2 separate regions of the Mus musculus genome follow, and region 1 is linked to region 2. A link is a contact called in public Hi-C data. All regions are on one chromosome and are shown on one strand. Each heading gives the region's core, a stretch centred on a gene start, on an enhancer-like site or on the middle of the called end of the contact. The rest is flanking DNA. Distances are from core to core; before and after follow the strand shown. Region 1 has its middle 100 kb from the start of Gm22284. Region 2 has its middle 120 kb from the start of Gm12159.

The links. A called contact is a pair of places that touch in the nucleus more often than the background predicts.
Region 1: a contact with region 2 is called in a Hi-C map of uterus, with 4 times the contacts expected there. The contact joins two enhancer-like sites. A contact is called at or near these places in 3 of 15 datasets of contacts at CTCF or cohesin (the NIH/3T3 cell line, pro-B cells and stem cell-derived epiblast-like cells) and 5 of 484 Hi-C or Micro-C datasets (adipose-derived mesenchymal stem cells, embryonic fibroblasts, pre-B cells and 1 more).

The regions. Positions count from the first base shown.
Region 1 is chr11:45,533,607-45,538,754 of GRCm38.p6, reverse strand. No RefSeq gene overlaps it. Among named protein-coding and RNA genes, the nearest start is that of Gm22284, 100 kb to the left of the region's middle. Within about 2 kb of position 3,029, at least 16 of the 459 cell types and tissues checked have an H3K27ac peak or open chromatin away from gene starts, as enhancers often do. A contact at or near this core is called in uterus, where this site is marked.
Region 2 is chr11:45,232,891-45,237,972 of GRCm38.p6, reverse strand. No RefSeq gene overlaps it. Among named protein-coding and RNA genes, the nearest start is that of Gm12159, 120 kb to the right of the region's middle. Within about 2 kb of position 2,117, at least 11 of the 459 cell types and tissues checked have an H3K27ac peak or open chromatin away from gene starts, as enhancers often do. A contact at or near this core is called in uterus, where this site is marked.

The DNA.
Region 1 (5,148 bases), core at 1,780-4,279, 300 kb before region 2:
AAGGGCAGTGGAGAGATGAGGGCACACTGGTGCTGGATGGGAAGGCGGTGGGGGGCAGGAAGAGGTGAGAAGTGGAGTGAAGCTTTTCCAGTAAACATGAAAGCGGAGACACAGACCCAGCAGAGGAGGACAGCTCTGCTGGGCAAACAAGAAAACAGAGAGCGAGAAACGGCTGGGAACTGCAGAACCCCCCCCCCCCCCCCCGACAAGACAAGGTTCCTCAAAGGAGCACAGCCACAGCAGTGAGGATGTTGCAGAAGAAGTTAGTCAGGAGATGGGCAAGGAGACATTGAAGCAGAAAGGGAAGGAGAAGCAAGGGAGCAAGAGAGCAGAGCTGAATTTAGAAAGGGAGAAAAAAAAAGTGAGCAGAAACAATATGTTAAAAGCCTTCATGGGGAGGGCAAAGGCATAGGGAAAGAGCTGTTTATAGAATGTTTACATTAGAGCCTTAAAAACCGGAATGTGTGTCTTGGAGTATAGCCATTGTCTAGGAAACACAGCATGGCTTTTAAGCAAATGGTGGAGTCATCAGGGCCACACAGAGCAGATCACACTGGCCTGCTTTGTGGGCTTGCCCAGAGCTGCCTTCTTGTTGGCGGCCAGCCGGGGATGGAGGCTAGCTACCTGCTGGGCCTGCTGTCTGACAGAGGGCTATCCCTGTTCAGTTCATGGTGCTTTGAGTCCAGACGCATCCGTTCCTCTTGCAGGCTAAGAATTGCATCAGGATGCGGTCCGTTTGAAGCTGCTTCGAGACAGATGTCGGGTAGAGTAAGAGGAGAGACATGGTCAAAGGCATCCTAGGGTGGAGGTGAAAGGACAGGTCCTTGGAGTCTGGTGGCCACAGTTCGGTTCTGAGGTTTCTTTGTTTTTTATTTTATTTTATTATTATTTTTTTTTATCACGCTACCATGTAAACTAGCACATGTCTGTTTGCTGCTTTGAGCCTTTGGTAAGTGATCTATAAACTTTGCATTTTGTGGGGTTGAGAGACAGCTCAGTCAGTCAAATGCTTGGTACCTAAGCGCAAGGCTACAACGTTCAATTCCCAGACCGCTCTTAAAAAAAAACAAAAAACAAAAAAACAAACAAAAAAACAACTGGTGTTGAAGATACTTAGTGCACACTTAGCTCAGCACAGGGAGGTAGAGACTGGCAGATTCTTGGGAATCACTGGTTAGCCAGCCCACCTTGCTCTCTGTACCAAGCCAAGAGATCTTATCCCCAAACCCAAGGTGGATGGCTCCTGAGAAACATCCCCTGAGGTTGACTTCTGGCCTACATGTTCTCTGTTCCCGACATGTACCCCCTTCCCCACATACACATGAATAGCACCTCACCTGCACCCCTCGTTGATCATCACAGCTATCTGTGGTGATGCTGAGAGGCTCAGTGAGCTGATGTATGCGCTTAACAGGGCGACGGTTCCTATTCATGCCCACTCAGTGTTGGCTGGCCTGCTACGTATGATAATGAGGACCAGACAACAGTGTGTGTGTTCTGGGGGATCTGCCCATGAGTGCAGAGGAAGGGGCTTAGATGTGAAGATGTTTGAGCAAGGGAATGCTTTGTACAAAGTGTTCTGTGAGGATAATGAATTACATGGTGGCCTGTGGGCTGTTTGGGAAGTGTGTGTGTGTGTGTGTGTGTATGTGTGTGTGTGTGTGGGGGGGGGCTATGAGAAAAGAGGCAAGGACGGGGGAGTCGAATCACTATGAAAAATATCAAGGGTATTATGAAAGGCATCTGAGTGCTTGGTGATTGGATGGCTAGATAGGGAGAGACGGGCATTTCAAACTTGACTCTGAGGGTTTGAGGCCAGGGGCAGGAAACAAAGCCAACACATTGTATATCTTTAAAAGTATTGAAAAAGCCAAAACCAAATAAAAATACGGAACAGAGACATATAATCTGCGGCATCTAAAATGTTTATGATCCCCCTCCACACACACACACACTTTAAACAAAGAGTTGCCATGCCCTGGCATGGCCTAAGGACCTTGGAAAACTGTGTTCTAGAGATAAGGCCGGGAGGGAGATTCTGAGTAGATGGAATACAGCACCTCACAGGAAGTCGCAGTGATGATTAAACCTAGGGCAAGGCCGGGATGCTGAATGATGCGTCAGTTGTGAGCCACACATTCATTTCAGAAATAACTGTTTGAATGTGAGCTTAGGGCACAAATAGATCTCACTGGAATCCTAGCTACCTGTGACCCTCACCAAATGACCAGGCTCTGGGTCTCAGCTTTCTCATCTGTGAAACTGGGACAATAATACTTTAAAGGTTAAATGCAGAGGTGCAGGGGACGTATTTGAACAGTGTCTGGCAAACACAATCACAGCCTTTATTATTATTAAACATGGAAAATTCTATCAGGAAACAATGGTTTGTTTGTGCGGGGAACATCTATTGGTCTTGCCATCATTAGTAGTGTATCAGTCTTGAAGTTATTAGAACTTAGGTGTCTGATCTTGGGACCAAACTTCTCTCACTATAATCTTGGTTAGGATTTTTTAAAAAAAGAATTAAAACAACAACAACAACAACAACAACAACAACAACAACAACAATAACAACATCAAAGCTTCCCTCTCTCCCAACCCATCCCAACCCAAACCAAAATAAATAACTCACACACAAAACCAATTTCTTTATTTTTTTCTTCAGTTCCTTTCCCCCCATGTGGTCACAAACAGATTGACTTCTCTTGAGCATTTGTTACAGCTGGGTCTCCTCCTCTCTTCTTTAAGAATCTCAAAAGTTTGAAGACTGATTCCATTTTGCTCCTTCCCTATTCCCAGAGTTTTTGAGTCTCAAGTGTCAAGTTTCCTCCGCCTGGCCTCCTTAGGCCGTTTCTCAACAGCATCATCAAATCAAATCTCTTCTGCAGCGTAGGCAGAGGTCGTTCCACCTCGGAAGCGTTTGTCCATGATTCTGCAAGCTTCAGTTCTGTCTTCCCACTAAGACTCTCTGAGAGCATGGAGCAGATCCCAGAATTTCTAATCCTCTCTGCAGCAAAGCCAGCCTCTTCCCACACTCCAAGAAACAGGAAAGGGGGAAAGCAGAATGTGGTCCTCACAGAAGCCTGGCCCTGGCCCCAGAGCCCTGTCTGTTCCTGTGATGTTCCACACCCTTGCTAGTTACTTACTGCCTCCCTGAGAGGCCATCGAGGGGAGAGAGCGATTAGGGTCATCAAGATAAGGCTTGAAATATTCAAACTGGAAGCAAAAAAAGGGCTGTTTTTCCAATAGTAAGCAATCAGGGAACAGGAGGATATAATTTGAAGATTAGGGAAGTGAACAAAGAACAGAAAATTAACTTTATAGCAACGAGGAGCACAGTCTGTTTGAAGAAATAAACCTCCGCAGAGCATTGTTGATAAAATCAGACTGTTGATTTAAACGAGGAAATATGAGCAAATCAGCTGGGGGTTTGGGCGATCTGTGGAAGTTGAGGGTGAAACTTTAGGCAAACCTGGAAAGCAGGTTTTCTGCATTCCAGAAACCTCATTCCTAAGTGAGAATGGATGAGCATGTGTGCATATATGGTAAGTGTGTGTGTGTGTGTGTGTGTGTGTGTGTGTGTGTGTGTGTGTGTGCATGCAAGTATGAATGTGTCTATGTAGATATGCATATGCATACATGTATCTAAGTGTATGTGTGTAAATGTGTATGTGTGTGCACATGCACATGTGTGTATGTGTATACATCAAGGGTATACAGAAGAGGGATGTATCTTACTGGGATGTTTAAATCATTTTCATCTGGGATTGTCTTTATTTAGAACGTGGCATTTACTACTAAGAACTAGGAAACACCAGCCTCCATTCCTGAAAAGACCAGCACTGACTTGTCTTCTGGAGCCAAAAAGTCTCAAGAGAAGCTGTGGTTCTCCAGGTGGCTAGAACAGGGCTTCTTCTCACTATACAGGGGAGGGCTGACCACATTAGGACAGGAGGCCTGTCTGCTATGGGGATGAAGAGATCCTTTTCTCTGCTGGAAGAAGCTCTGAGTTTCTCAGTGTTAAGTTTTCCTGGTCCAGCATTAGCTTTCATGAAGTGTTTGTTAAGAGCTTAGATTTCTCATGGTGGGAGATGCAGAGAGCATCCCTGAATATCAGAGTGGTGTGCCTCCTGCCTCTGTATCCCTTTCTCCTCCTTCTGTCGTGTTCTGGGACCTTGGAAATGTCAGTATGGGAACCCCTTCCTTCCTGCCTCTTGGTGCATTCAGAGGATGGGAGGCACTGTGCGCGAGTGAGCTTGAGGAGAGTGCGTGGTCCCCTCCTCCCCTGCCAGGTTGTAGGTGGGCTGGTGGCTTTCTCTACTAAAGGGAAGGGTTTCTCTATACTACAGCCACAGCTCAATAAAGCTCTCTCTCGACTCAGGAATCTAGCTTTGCCCCTTTAGGTATCAGAGCTTTGTGGTTCCCAGACACTAGAGCTTTTGGAAGTCCCCTTCCATCCTCTGTCTAGAATTCTGAATAGATATAAAGGATGAGAATGCTTTACCCCATACTGAAGAGCCTGTCACAAATTGACAATGAGCTCTTGGATGGACTGGTTTATCTTGAATGGACTCAGTTTCTTCATCCATGAAATGGGATGATAATGAGGTAGGTGACTTCACTGACATGTGCTATGAGTTCTGCCTTGTGGTACAATGTGCTGGCATTTAGGAGAAAACCAACATCGGTTGAACTCCTACTTCTGATGCTGATTGGCTCTGTGGTCTTGGGCAATTATTTCTTTTCAAACATGGTTTTTAAAAATGTGAACAATTTTTTTTTTATGCGTCTGCTGGTTTTGCCTCCATGTATATTTTTCTGTACCACTTGTGTACATGATGCTTGAGGAGCCAGAAGAGGGCGGTAGTGAGCTGCTCCGTGGGTGCTGGGAGTCAAACCCAGGTCATCTGGAAGATCACCCAGTGCTCTAAACTGCTAAACCATCTCTCCTGCCCTTGGCCAGCTCTCCTTATCTCTCTGAATCTTGGCTTGTGTCATCAGTAAAACAGGGATAACAACCCAGCTAAATACACAGCCATATGTGATGGCTGCTTTAACGTTCCTCCTGACATAGGAGACCACTCCCTGCTTTCCTGCAGGGGAGAGCCCCGTGCAAATTTTTTTTTTTAAACCTCTAATATTGTT
Region 2 (5,082 bases), core at 868-3,367:
CTAATTAAAATGGGAAGTGTGCTCTGCAGCTAGCACACTCCATGAAGTTGTACCTTCCAAAAGCTGAATTAGTCACAACAATTAGCCCTTGTCACTGCAGCTCAGGCCCCTCTTCCTCCTCCCCCAGTCCCACTTCTGTTCGGTGTGAATTCATCTCTGAGAAAGCCTTCCCCAGGGATCCTTGGTCGTCTTCATTTTTTTTTCTTTTTCTTTTTTACTGTGAGAATGAAACACATGTGGTTGGTGCCTTGAAATACAACCGCCCGAATGCATCTATGAGGAAATCTTGATGTTCTGGAATGTTCTGACCTTTTGTCTATGTGTCATTTTTTTTTCTTTCTCCCTGAAGTCATACCCTGAAAGGTATTCCTATGTGTATTTAAGTTTTAAGTGAAGAGAAAGAGAGAGTGCATAACAGCATGGATCTAGCATCTTTCTAGTTGTAGGAGGTGAGTTCTTCAGACAGCTGAGACAAACTGTAATCCTTTCTGATTTTCTTCCTCTGCCTTAATAAATATGATGGGATGCTCCAGTAATTTCATCTGAACATGTACTTCTCTGTAACAAGAGGAGGATGCTCCGTGCAGAAGAAGAGGAAGAATGTCCAGGGGCACCATGGCAACCAGATAGGAGAGCAGGGATTGGAAATGCAGCCACAGAGAACATCCAAGCACTAGCTTGAAGGCCAAGGCCACAGCTTCCCAAGCACACAGAGGAACTTTCATAAACTGTTCAAGGTCCAGTTCTTAGCTGCATTAGTGTTAGAATCAATATCTGTGGCTGCAAGCAAGATGAAACTCTGGCTTACTTCGAGGATTGCCAGTTGGCCTTCAGCAGAAAGCTGCCGAGGGGACTCTCCTTGTTATCTCCCCTCCCTTGGAAGGAGGAGACTCCAGATGCTTCGCCTTCTCACACAAACTTCCCATTCAGCGTTTGGTGACTCCATTGATTGACTCACTGTTCTATACATGAGGAAGTATCTGCATTGAAGTGCTTTCTTAAGATGTCTGTGCACACTGAAGAGTGTCTAAGAAAATCACTCGGTACCTCATAGCAGAATGGCTGGCCACCCTCAGAGTCACTGAACAAATTCAGTTTTGTGCAATGAGGGTAGAATATAGTTAAAAGTCGCTTAGAGTACATAGTGGTTAAAGGCTTTGATGTTTTTGGTATTTATTTATTTATTTTTGTTTTTGTATTTCAGTTTCAGGGTTTTGTAGCCTAGGCTGGTCTGAAGTTTATTATGTAGCATAGGAATGACCTTGACATTTTCATGCCCCTCCTGTACATTATGAATGTGGGGATTACAGGCATGTAACACCACTCCCAGTGGGATTACTTAGCACTGAGGATTCAAGCCAGAGCTCCATTCATGCTGGACAAATACACTAGCAACTGAGTTATATCCTTAGCCTGTAGTTTTAGTTTTTAAAGTCATTAGTTAATTCCACTCTTTGAGTCTGTTTCTAAATTTGTGAGAAAAAAAAAGCAACTAATTTGTGTGGTGATTGAAGAATTAACAAAGTGATGTCTAGAAAGCATCAGGCACGTACAAAGTGGCCAGTGACTGGTGTCAGTCATGAGTGATGATGATTCAAATTCTGGACAGGGTTCCCAAGCAAGTGGCCAGTCGACACCTGTAGGAAGGAAAGAAAGTCCAATACTCTGGAGACACGTAGGCCATGTCAACGCTTACCATAGCTGGACTCTTGACCACCTGTGTGCTTCCATCTCAGATCTTTGCCACTCTGTTTGTACTGGCTCTCAGATATGAACATGCCTTTTGCATCCCATCTGTGTTGCAGCCTTGGACAGGGTGTTTAATGTGGGAATGGAGAGTGGAAGATGACTCAGAAAGCCTCACTAATTTATCAAGTTTCTTTATCTGGCATGGCTTCAGCTAAACATTGAAACGCCGTCCATTGTGTGACCAAATTGAACAGGAAACACACATACACCCACCCACTCACATGTCCAAGCTGAACTAGAACTGTCTATCCTACCCACACAGAGAGACATAGATTTTTAACTTTAGACTGAATATTCACATGGTTAATCTGTTGGTGGTGTCTCCATGGACTAGAGATCAAGTTGTCCCTTTAATATGATCCAGATGTGTACAGAATAACAAGCACATTGATGCCTGCTGAAGACCATGCACCTCAGAGCTGGTATGTGGGATTGACTGCTATGAGTATTTATAATATAGTGAGTTTGTGACAGTTTTCACTCCAAGCAGAGGACAGGAGCTAGACTAATGAGAAAGTTAGAAAGCAGTCAGGATGATATTAGCGAGATGGTGGGTGGGGAGCAGGAAATAGCAGAGCTGGCTCATACACAGGCTCAAGTTGCTCACTGTCATATACAATAAATCTGTTCAAAATGTTAAAAGCAATTAAATACAATGGAGAGAATATAAATGTGGAAAAAAGCTATTGTAATTGGATATCCCAGAACTTGAGACTGAGGCATAATGTTTTATAATAGTATATATGAGAAAATATTCTTCCCAACAGCCTAACAAGGATTAAGTTATTGAACAACATTACTTCGAAATGTTTTCTAGTTTGAGGCTCATGCCTCAGCATCTTCTGCACAGAGTTGCAGCTACGGAAATTCACAATGTTAGGAGCTCAAGCCCACAGAATAGCTGACTTCAACCAACATTCTTGGAATCTTGTTTTTGCAGGCAATAAATTTGGGTGGCCAGGTTTGCTTACTTAGGCTCCCCGCTTCATTTGACACCCAAATTGTCTTGGTCACTATTTATGGCTGGTGATCAGAGCTCCCCAATTAACCTCTAGGTGTGACAATGAATCTGTTTATTCCCCCAGCCACCTAAATGTCTTTAGGTCCCTGTTGTGGGTCCGGATTCTGTCCTTTACAAACGTACTTCTTGAGAATTAACCATGACGCAAATTCCCTGAGTTCATGAGATTATAGCTCAGTAGGGGAAGCAGACAGTAGGCATATCAATACTGAAGTGGTTTTTTAAGTACACCTGTCTTGAAGAACTGTTAGGGGAGGAAGAGTCCATTTTCTTCAAAGATATGGCTCATGGTCCAAAAGGCTACCCATGTTCCAGTATATGGTCATATACCCATAGCCATACAGGTAGCATTAAGCAGACTCTCTCTCTCTCTCTCTCTGTGTGTGTGTGTGTGTGTGTGTGTGTGAGAGAGAGAGAGAGAGAGAGAGAATTCATGAAGTTGGGAGGAAAAGGTACTAGTGAGGAAAGGAGAGGAATTGAGAGACAATTGAGAGGCAAGGGGTAGTTTAGGTCACAGGGCTTTAGATGTGCACATGAATTCTCAAATACTAAAAAAGAGATGGAAAGAGAGTCTGGGGTTGTAGAAAATTCTCAGCATGGGAGAAGGCTCAGAAGCAGAGACAAAGAAGCATATTCGAGGAACTGGAGAAAGGCGATCTGGCTGGTGTACAGGGAGGTTGGAGAAGACAAGGAAGCGGGTACAGGCAGCATTTACACCGAGAGTGCATGGTGTAAGGAGACCTAGAAATGGTCCCCAAGTGTATCACATATTAGAGGATCAGCTGCCTCTCCCAAGTCAGTTCAGTTCATTAAGCTCTCAGGAAAATATTTGTACTTAATATAAAGTACAATATACTTCCTCTGTGAATGAAGGAAGCACTGTTAGGAATGGGGCTGCTCGTGGCGAGCAGACGAAGGGACAGTGCAGTTCTTTTATCACTACTTGCCAAACACCAGTTATTCCAGTCTGCGCCCTTTGCCACAATCCACCCAATACCTGTATCCTAGTTGGTACATACTTTTCTCCCCCACAATAGACTCTGGTTTTGTCCTCAGAAAGATTTACTTAAAATGGGCACTTTCAATCTTTACCCCAAACGGAAAGTCAGTAGTGGATGCCAGAAGTTGAGAGGAACCACTACAGATAAAACAACGGGATCACAGACGTGACAGTCACTCTTGGTCTTTGGTGTTCTGAGCCTGGAACCTACACTTTATTGTATAAAAAGAGCAGCCAGTGAAAGATTAGAATTGAGAATATGAACTAATGCCAGACAGAGGTGTTTTCCTTGACTGTGTCCGGGTCTGTGACCTGCAAAGGAAGCACCACCCCCATTCCCCCTATGCATTATAGTGTAAGAAACATCGCCACATCAAGACGTCTACAGACCGTGATGACATGTGGTCTCTGCCTTAGAAAGCAGAGTTGTTTGCTAGGTAATGAATACAACCCCAAAGTGTACAAAAAACAAGCACACAAACACATACTATCATTCCTAGTCCTGGCCAAACTGGGTCTTACTCTGGCCCCAAGCTCATGATTGGCCGGCTTTGTTCCCCGGATAGAAAGCATGCAGTCTTGTCTGATTGACTATAGGAAGGCAGGTTCCTGTGTGGCAGTGAATGTGAGAATCATCTTTTGGACATGAAGGCAGGCATTTTGATGATTTAAGGTAGTTTTTTTCTTAGAAACAAGAGTTCTGGACTAAAGTCTCTGGGGAAACTTCGGTCAAGGCAAGATTTAGGCCAGGAGGACCTTGAGTGTGAGGTTACTAAGCAGAAAGCCTGGGAAGAAGCCCATTATAAAGCCAGGTAGACCGTGCTATGCTCCAGACTCAGGTAGGATGGATGGGGTTGGGTGACCACTATATATATTAGGTAGTGCCCAAGGGCAGCTGCAGAACTCATACCAGTGTTCAATAGATAGGGCTGTCACATTTGTTACGGCACATAATAGTTTTAAATATAATTGCCAGTCTGTCATAGGCACCATGAGAGTCAAGCTGTTGACATGGGAAGCTGGGAATGAGGGACAAGGTCCCCAACCTGGAGAGAGGGTCCTAGAGGACCCAAGAAGACATAGACTCGAGAAGAAATTATTATTATTTGGTTATTATTATTATCTGGTTACTATTATTATTTGGTTACTATTCAGACAGAAACAGAGGCACTGAAGAGATGGAGAGAACGCCTCAGCTACCGAGTCTAAAGGTGCTAGTCCTTCAGGAATGAGGAGAGGGAAGGCATGGTACTGAATTAAGTGAAGTGGATGGGGAATGGTTTCTATAAACACATGTCTGATCTAGTGTCTG